2 separate regions of the Mus musculus genome follow, and region 1 is linked to region 2. The links are chromatin contacts, called in public HiChIP or PLAC-seq maps. All regions are on one chromosome and are shown on one strand. The core of a region is the stretch at or near the end of the contact, and the rest is flanking DNA. Distances in the headings are between cores, read along the strand shown. Region 1 holds the start of Nfe2 (nuclear factor, erythroid derived 2). Region 2 overlaps Atf7 (activating transcription factor 7).

Region 1 (4,691 bases), core at 318-2,817, 730 kb after region 2:
ACTGCAGAAACTTCCATTCTTCCTTTTCACTCTGGTGGTCCTACCTGCCTACTCTCCTTCCCTCCTTCCAGACCAACCCAGAGCCTTGAATATGCCATGCCAACACTCTACCACCAAGCTACATCCTTAGAATCTTCCAAAGATCTTCTCATGATTCCAAAGACTTCACAGGTTACAAAACTTTCTAGGGATACAGGATCATTTGGAGAGGTAGAAGAAGACATTTTGGCTTCCACTGCTAGCCTAAGACTTTGAACTTCTTTGACAGGGAGCTTGCTTCAGGGTACTGTATTGAGGCTTATTAGGTTACCCCACCTCTCTTGGTGTCAACACAGACAAAGGAAGGATTAGAGAGATATGAGTAAAACTTGGTGTGTAAATTAGCAGGTAAGCAACCTTGTTACAAAGATTACGGAGAATTTCTCAAAAGGGAGAGGCACGCAGAGGCAAAATAGAGAAGAAGTCAATAGAACGAAGAGGGAAGATTTGAACCACGAAGGCTTAGTCCCCTGGGAATATATATATATATATATCAACATGATGCTTGGAAACAAGGAAAAGGGAATGAATTTCTGCTCTCCAGTGACTCTATCCCTAGAACTCTGGCTCATTGGAAGCAATAAGTAGAGGCTGCAGTCCGCAGATCTGGTGGCTCTCTTTTCTCCCATAGCATCTCAACCTCCTGCTACTAGCAGCCAAGAGTTTCCATAGAAGCATCTACACTGAGATTGAATGCCCTCCTCTTTTCAGGTCCAGCTTAGGACTGTACAGGAGGAGAGGCAACGGGGAACCACTCAGCCAACCCCCCCACCTTGCTGTAACAAGGTTTTTCAGAAGTTCAGACATCCCATATTTATGGTCCCTTCGCTTCCCCCAAATCTCAGATGGTCGGGGCTACAGAATACCATGGGGAAGGGTACAAGGTGGCACCATATTACTGGAGCCTACTAGCTCCCCCAGTCAGCAGGCCAGTTGAAGGGTTCCTCCTGTTCACTCCCCTGCTCCTCCAGGGTGCTATTTAGTAAAGCATTGTGTAGCCCCCCCACCTACAACCTCCCACCCCAGCCACCCCAAGGGTCCTAGAACAGCCAGGAAGTCATCTAAAAGTATCTCCAAGTAGTATTATTACTCCTAATGTATCAGTTTCCTACACCAGGTATAGTCTAGGAAGATGTCTTAGAAACATCCAGACAGAAACTTAGGTATTCCTCCCTGTACCTCCTCCACCTGCCCAGCCTGACCTCCCCAGAGCCCACTGAGGCGTCCCTTCAGACTCGCCTTTCAGGCACCTGTGGCGGATTCCAAGCCCGGCGAGGAGAGAGATGAGGCTGCGGGTAGTGTCCCTGAGAGGCTGGGTCAGAGCTGACACCTCCTGGGCGCTGAGCGCTGCCTCTGAGTACTACTGAGGGCCGAGCCCCGCCCCCGGGCCATGGCTGGGCGCGGAGCACCGGTTGGCCCCGGTAGAAGCGGGCGCACCGGCGGTCTCTCCGAAGCCCTCGGTCGGAGTTACCAGTGCTTCCTCCAACCCTTCCCTTTCCCCGTGGCCCTCTTCTCCTCCTGCCCCTTCTGGCCAAGAGAGGAAACTTGAGCCCGGTGTGGTTTCTGCTGCACCCCGCCCCCGCCTCTCTGTGGCAGCGGGGGCACCCGGGGCTCACAGGCTTCAGACCCTCTCCAGCTGGTCCAGGACAGTTCATTCCCTGTTTGTTCGGGCTGACTTCACAGTCGATGGTCCACTCACAAGAGACTCCTAAGCTTAAATAAACATGGCCCGCAGCCTCCTCTTTCTTTCAGGTGGTGTCTCCTAAAGACCGACAGGGAAACTAAGTCATAACAAGGCAAAAGGCAGCAGGCAGTAAGAACCAGGTATCTGAGTCCAATTTGCTTAGGGCAACAACCTTCACTTCTAGAAAGCCTGGGCTCTAAGGGAACTATTTTGGGGATGAGAGGCTGCTAGCTGCTTAGAGGTATCCTTTAATGAGTTACCCCGCCAACCCCTGCCTCAGATGCTCTAGGACAAAGGATTCTTTTTTGTCCTATTTATTTATTTATTTATTTATTTGTTTGTTTATTTATTTATTTATTGCCAGTGTGTGTGGGGTGAGGGTCCTTAGGTGGGAGACTGTCCTGTTGGTTAATAATTAGTCTCCCTAAAAGGGATCTTTTTTTCTTGCAGGCCAGGCTACATATGTACATCAGATTCATCTCCTAGTACACAACAGCTCTGTATCAGACAACTGTGCTCTCCCAGAAGTCTCTCATCTGCTTTCCCTGTGCTGGAATTATAGGAGTGCTCACTGTGTCTGCTTCAGTAACTTTCAGACCAAAGGAACATGTCTTTTTGGTCTATCTAACTTCGGTTCTGATTGATACGGCTTACACCACTTTTTCTCTATTGTTTTTCTCACTGATATTCAAGTTAATTTGGAAACATTTTTAGACCAGAAGCAAAGCTGGGTATTTGACAAAAGACCTAGAACCCCTGTATTCAAGAGCTAGAGGAAAGGTGAGTTCAAGGTCAACATTGGCTACGTGGTGAGTTTGAGGCCAGCCTGATGTGCATGGGACCCTGTCTCTGAAAAACAAACTAATAAGATAGGCAGAAAAGCAGGTGAGTCCTACCCCAAGGTAGAGGTGTCATTCTGCTAACGCTTTGGATAGGATTGTGCTTTCTGTTAGAATAGTGGGACTATATTGGCCTGAAGCATGAACAACAGCTGCTGGGAGCCTTCCAACTGTTCGATCACAAAAGTGTCTTCTTTGACCACTCTAGTTCTCCCCACTATCTTCCACAACCTGGCAACATAGTCAAGCAAGTAATGACTTAGTGTGTTGATACCACAAGGAACCTCCCATCAAGCTAACATCTCTGAGATTTCCCACACTCAGCTAGACCTAAGGCTGAGTACTTCCCATTCCAACCTGATCACACACACCTGTATAGTTTATGCGGGTCAGGAGGCAATCCAATGACTTTACTGCATGCTGGATGTGGGCTTGGGGCCTAGTGTGAGACTGAATCTAGGTCACATACATGCCCTTGCATACTTATTAGGGTCCTCATAGGAGATAAGAGATAGTAACAGTCACACATGCAGTTGTTTGTATAATATCAGATTACAGATAATTCATGAACAGGGTGTATGGCATTTCAGATATATCTATATACAACATAGACAGACCTTAGCCTTTATTCATTCAAAAATATTTATTTTCTACTCCAGAAACACAAATATGACTAAGACAGTCCATGTTTTCACACCCACTCAGATCTATAGCCAGTGGACATGAAAACACATGCCTAAAAATCCAGTTCTTGGGAGGCTGAGGCAGGAAGACAGACTTTTTTTTTTTTTTTTTTTTAAGGCCAACCTGGGCTACATAGTAAATTCCAAGACAGCATGTGACATATAGTGAAACACTGTTTAAAAAAGAAAAAAGCATTCATGAAACAAAGACAAAAGAATCACTACTCCAGACCTGCCTGATCTATACAGTAAGTTCCAGGACAGCCTCACACATACATACATACATACATACATACATACATACATACATACATACATAGGAAGACCTTGCCTCAAAAACAAAACAACACAAAAAGTCTATGTGAAGCAGTGTGCAATGAAAGAAATTAATCCTACTTGGTGAAATCCAAGCAAGGCTTTCCAGTAGACTTGGGCTGTGGAGAAAAAAAAAAAGAGTATTCTAGCAAAGGTGTGGATATGCTGAAGCATAAAATACAGATGTTTCTAGAGTGGGCATGAGGTGACAAGTAGGTGATAAGCCTAAACACCCCAGGGGCTGGGGAATGTCACCTAGCAGCAAATATTTTCCTAGGTCCTAGGATCTGGGATAAGGAGTACTGTACAATTTAACAGGGGCTGGAGAGTAAGGCTTCTGAGAATCAAACTAGAGAGGGTATAGTCTCCCCTGCAGACACTACTAGAAGTATTTGAAGTCCTTTACTCCCTATTTGTTGGGATGTGGCCAGGTATAATGAGCTAAGTAAGTTGCCCATCTCCCCTGAGGCATTACAGCCCACTTCACCTCAACCCCTCCCAAGGCAGAGCTCTGTCCTGTGGTTTATGGGCTGTGCCCTGCCTCAAAGTTACCCCAGGGAGAAGGGGATTGATTCACTTTAGCCCCCTTCTGCCAGAGATCCCTGTGTCCACAGTCAATGCCCTACAACAATGCTTCTTTGGCTTGACTTACAATCTGCAGGGTGTTAGGGGAGTGCCACCTGAGTGGATTGCATAGACTTGGCCAAGTGATAATGACTAAGATTTTCCTGTCTCCACAATTCTTCAACCTCAACAAAGGTAGCAGAGACAGACTACAGATAGAACGGCGGCCACGTAGTTTTTTTTTACATTAACATTTTCCACTTTTGCTGCTCACCCAACCCCTAAATAGTTAACCTGTCACCCCAGTCCAACCCACCTCCACTACGTATGTGCACACCACCAGCAGCATCAGGTCAAGCCACAAGCATTGTTGCCAAACACCCCACTGGGTTATGCAACCAGCTTCCCGAGAAGGGTGAGCAGGGCGGGGTGGCTAGAGGTGGAACCAGGGGAGGGCCATGGGTCCCACAGGGAACTGGCTGCCTTGCTGGATTGCCTACTGGTGTGACCGCAGTGGCCCCAGAGGGCGGGGATAGTACTGGCCTTTTATCAGTGCCCCACAGCATT
Region 2 (5,090 bases), core at 194-2,693:
GGATCAGTGGCTCACCTGTCCGTCTTCCTCACCCTGATCATTACCTGTTCTCCTGTGAGCTTTAATCTGCTTTTACAAAGTTTGCCTCGAGTTTCCAATCTTCTTCTCTTTTTAATTTTTTTTTTTTTAACTTTTTAATTGTGTATATGTGTGCTGGGGGAAGGGTTATGCAAGTGAGTGCAGTGCCTGTGGGGGCCAAAAGAGGGCACCAGATCCCTTGCAGCTGGAGTTAAGGGTGGTGGTAAACTAGCCAACATGGGTGTGGGGACCAAACGGATCTTTTGAGACAAGAGCAGTTTTTCCTCTTAACTACTGAGCCATCTCTTCAGCTATTCCTTCTAGTCTCTGGAGAAAGCTTGACTTTGTCTACCTCTTTGTACACTCCCAAGCCCCTTTCTTGGGAGTAGGACTTTTTCTTCCTTTCAATTGTTGGAAGTGGGTGAGCATAAAACACTGAAAGAGCCAGGGTGTTCAGTATTCCCATTGGTCAGTCTTTTTGTGATGCCTTGGCTCTGAGGCAGTTTAAAGATCTGAACTCTGTGCCTTTTCCAACACCATGTTACTTACTGAAAGCAGAGAGAGCCTGCTAGTTCTGCCCTAAGAAGTGGAAGGAGGAGGATGGTCAGACACAAATGCCTACTGAGTCTCTAGGAGTGACCAATGGGCCCCATGAGTCTGCGTAGGGAAGCACCAAACATACCAGTCATTCTCTTGATAGTTTAATGTTATATTTGCAGCATAAATAAGGCACAGTATATGTCAGGGCAAGGGATGGAGGGAGAAGGCAAGGCTGGGTGATAACTGCTAAATGGCATGGGGGAAGGAAGAAGGGATAGTTATGGAGAAGAGCTGAAAGCCCCTGCCTCAGCCCTGCCCCAGGAGATTGTGAGAGCCTGCTCACAGGGGTCATGCTGAATTGGGAGGAGGGAAAGGACAGAAGACACTTTTGTAACAAAACAGCCCAGAGCACTGTATCCTCCCACCTGTCAGAGTCTACCACTGGAGCCTGGGGAGACCCAGACTGGGTTGAGTTCCTTGAGGATGGAGAGGTATTGCTACATGTCAAAAGGATATAGAACAGAGCTATATTCATAGATACACATGGCTTCTCAACATATACTCTATCAGGATGTAGGAGGCTCCACTGTGGGGGTGGAGGCTAATCTTCCTGTAAGAGATGTGGTGTGTGCACAGGGAAGAAATGGACAACTAAGGCTCCTGCTGATTTTGTTTGTTTGTTTTGAGACAGGGTCTCACTGCATAGCTATGATTGGCTTTGAACTCCCTATGTAGACCAGACTGGTCTTGAACACAAAGAGATCTGCCTGCCTCTGCTTCCCTCAAAAGTGCTGGGATCAAAGGCATATGCCACCACCACTCCTGGCCTTCCTGCTGGCTAAAGTCACCAAGAATGCAGAACTAGTAGCCTGCAAGGAAATATGAGTCCAGACCAATGCAGGCAAGAGTTTTAGAGCTAAGACTAGAAGGAAGACCAACCTAGAATTTGAGATGAGTAATGTGGTGGTGGCTGTTTTAATGGAAGAGGAAGGAAGGACTGGGGGAAATAAAAATATCAATTCTAAGGCAGAGAAGACATTTAAAGTAATCGTTGTCATCCCAGAGCTAAGATGCTCCCAGCCTGTCCGCTAGGGACTGTCATGCATTAGTGTGAACTAGCAGCAGAGACTGTTAGTTAAAGCTCACCTTCAGAGTGGCCAACTCAGGAGGTTGGGATGGCCCAGAGTGTACATTTCTAGCAAGCTCTTCAGGTGATGGTGCTGCTGATGTTGTTCTTGGACCATGTTCTGAGAACCACTGCCCTAAGGTAAAGTCAATGAAACTAGTGCTCACAGCCACTAATAGCTAAAGCCTTACTCACAATTGCTGGCTTATAGCCTACCAGCTCTACATTAAAAAACAAAACAGAAAAAGAAAACACCTACTAGCTGAAATAGAAACTTGCATTTACAAGAACATAAGCTGCCTTAATCTGCCCTACTTTCACCAGCCTTTGTTCATTCTAGGGTAGGATTTTACCTCAAAGTAACAGTGCAAACGGTGGGAATGTGGCCAGCAGGCACTGCTCATTCCTATGGATCACCAGGCTGGTGGAATAGGGGGATTTGTCTATGCATATGCACATATACAGACAGAAACAGAATTTGTAAGAAGAATGTCTAGCTGGACTGGAGTGGGGTAGGGTCTTTTGATAGGCTTTAGGATCCTCACCTGTCCTGTCCCACCACCCCTCCCACCCTGGTCAAACATGGCTAAAGAAAGGAGAAAGCATAGCAACGAAGGCACGTGTCACACAGCTGTGAGACACATCTGAACAGACTAGGGTTTTCTTTTCATAAGAAGTACATATTTCTTTTTGGTGGGTACAATAGATAATGGAAATGTGTTCTGAGGATGGGGACACGCCGGGGAGAGTGAGCTGAGCAGTTAGCACCTTTAAGGAGCCTCTCAGAAGCCAGAGGAAGAATTGCATGTGTGTGTCTTTTTGGCGGTTCAGGCTGTACAAAGTACAGTTATATCTCTCAGGATGATGGTGCTGGAGGGCGGGTCCCTGAGGAGACGGAAGAGGTGAATCAAGGAAGGAGTCAAGAGCTACAGAATGGGAGAGGGAAGGCAGGCAGCAAGGCAAGGTTCACCAGCACAGCTCCCTTAAGTATGTGGTCTGGTGCTTACAGCCATGGGAAGGAGTGGAGGAAGGAAGCAGGCAGATCTGGCATCTCAGCCAACAGGAAGGGAGTGAAAGTGAATGAAGGGGCCGTGTCCTTCCCAGCTCTCCCTGCGTGTTGGGCGGCTTCTCAGCCTTTGAGACTCTGAACACTCTGTGTTATATGGAGTGGGTGGCAAGAGCACAGACCAGGCCTCTGACCACACCTGGGCCTGAGACATCACACTCTCAGCGCCTTTCTGACAGACCTCTGAAGAAGGGCTTAGTTACATGAAACAAAACAGAGTTGGGAAAAGATGAGTTAAAACTGGAGGACATAGCCATCCTGACTGATGTACAAAATTCCACAGAGAAACACAAGGAACATGAGACAACAGCAGACCAGGGCATACTACAAACCTCTCCTTAATGAAAACCAAAAGTACTGAGAAGTCTGAGAAAGAGTTCAGAGTTGATGTAGAAGTCTCAGATACAAATGCATGAACTAGGAACTGTATACAAAACCTCCAAAATGAACAAAACAGTGGGTAAGTTGGAGGAGAAAGTCAGATATATGGAGGGAGATTTTGATGAGGGCATTCAAACATGGAAAAGGAACAAGATAGAAATTAACATGAAAGAAACATGAAAGTGAAAACCCTCACTAGAAAGTGTCCCCAAGAGATTAAGATCATGCAGTTCTGCAGTGGAGCACAAAGTTGGAACAATCATATACTCAGACACACACAGACAGACAGACAGACAGACAGACAGACAGACACACACACACACAGAGACAGAGAGAGAGAGAGAGAAAGAGAGAGATAGATATTACCAGTATTTTCAAGAAGCTTGGAATATACTTAAAAGACCAAACAAACCTCAGAAGCCACTGGGGAGAAGGAGGACCTGAGATAAATTAAAAAGGAATTAGTCAAACTATTTAATGAAATTATATCACAAAATTTCCTATACCTAGGGACAGGAGTTGACATTCAAATACAAGAGGCATATTGAACCCCAAATAGACATGACCAGAGACCCCGCTATGACACATCATAGTCAGATGTCAAGAAGGGTTTATTGCTATCCTCTATGGTATCTGGTTCTGGTTCAGTTAAGTCTGGAAGGCAAAGGTCAGGGCTGTGACCCCTGGCAGCAATAATGTAGGTGATGACCCCCTTGACTGTCACAGAGGCTTCAGCATAAGCAGCCGTTCTGCTTTCTTAGTGAAGCTGAGAACCGACCACCAAGGTATCGGTAGTCTGGGGATTTCAGTCCTGCAATGGTTCTGTTGGTGCCCTGCATCATTCAAGCCCCCAATACTAACTTCCTGCTATAAAAACAAAGACTCAAGAGAAGCAGACATGAGGGTCAAGAAAGTGAAAAAGAACCTCCACGTATACTAGACATGCAACCCAGGACAGACTGGTAGGTTACACTGAATTAAACACTTGACTGATGGAGGAAGAAAATAGCCAAGGGGGGCCCTTGGAAGCTATAAGCTCAGTCATATTTTAGTGTAAGGCTGCTACTGGGAAATCAAGACAATTAAAAAAAAAGAAACAAAATTCATAAGCAGGAAAAAAAAATCCTAGGAAGCAGCCATCTAAAGAAGTCCTGAGCTCAAACTATGGCTGTGAGTTTCTAAGGCCAAGTGAAACCCCTGGAGATGGTGGCTTGCCCTCAACCATCTGCTGTGGCATTTGCTATCCTTGTCACCTCAGGGGATGTTTTTGTTAAGACCCTGTGGGAGAAGACTATAAAACCAGTTCCTAGTTTTCACTGGGTGTGGCCTGTTCAGCATTGACTCTAAAGAGCAGGAGGGAAATTTACATAAAACATACAAACATGTCACAGGATGGGCTCACTAGTCTAAACTCTGAGGAAATAATCATATAAGCTACACGACATTTCCATTCCTCCACGACAGTGAATTTTGGAAGACAAAGACGCAAGCAATTATTCTGCATACTTAAGATGGAGCTAGAAAAGAGGACTTGGCTTGAGCAGATGGCAGAAGGTGGTTCTAGGACAATGGGAAGGATTCTCAACTCAAGAGCTATTAAAGCTGACCTATCTATCCACAGGCCTCTGGCTCTGGAAGAGCCTGCATAGCTCAGAGCCAAGGGAAGATGAAGAAGAGGAGGGGTGTATTTTCTCTCTGTAACCCATAAAATAAGGACAGCCAACAGCCACAGACAGCAATCTCACAGACAGGCCATATCCTGAGTGCTCTGCTGAGATTATACATAGGAAAATGTATACCTCCTCTCTCCACTCAGTCTTATATTCAAAAGCATCCATGACCTCAACCATGATGCTTCAGAGCCCTGGAGCCTGTACCATGGACAAGTTCAACGAAATTTCAGGACTAGAGACAACCAGTGGGTAGGCTAAGAACTGGGTGAGAAGATGAAAAGGTTGT

The links. HiChIP or PLAC-seq counts read pairs in DNA pulled down with a chosen protein or histone mark.
Region 1: an H3K4me3 HiChIP or PLAC-seq map of bone marrow-derived macrophages shows a contact between it and region 2, with 5 times the contacts expected there. The contact joins the promoter of Nfe2 here to the enhancer-like site in region 2. A contact is called at or near these places in 1 of 484 Hi-C or Micro-C datasets (CD4 T cells), 4 of 115 datasets of contacts at active chromatin or transcription factors (bone marrow-derived macrophages, extraembryonic endoderm stem cells, memory CD8 T cells and 1 more) and 1 of 9 other capture datasets (adipose tissue).

Annotation. Positions count from the first base shown.
Region 1 is chr15:103,253,872-103,258,562 of GRCm38.p6, forward strand. Nfe2 (nuclear factor, erythroid derived 2) reads right to left here and starts at 1,568. Exons shown (of 3, transcript NM_008685.3): 1 at 1,279-1,568.
Region 2 is chr15:102,527,933-102,533,022 of GRCm38.p6, forward strand. Atf7 (activating transcription factor 7) reads right to left here. Exons shown (of 12, transcript NM_001310067.1): 12 at 704-5,090. Among named protein-coding and RNA genes, the nearest start is that of Npff, 5.9 kb to the left of the region's middle. Within about 2 kb of position 1,444, at least 4 of the 459 cell types and tissues checked have an H3K27ac peak or open chromatin away from gene starts, as enhancers often do. A contact at or near this core is called in bone marrow-derived macrophages, where this site is marked.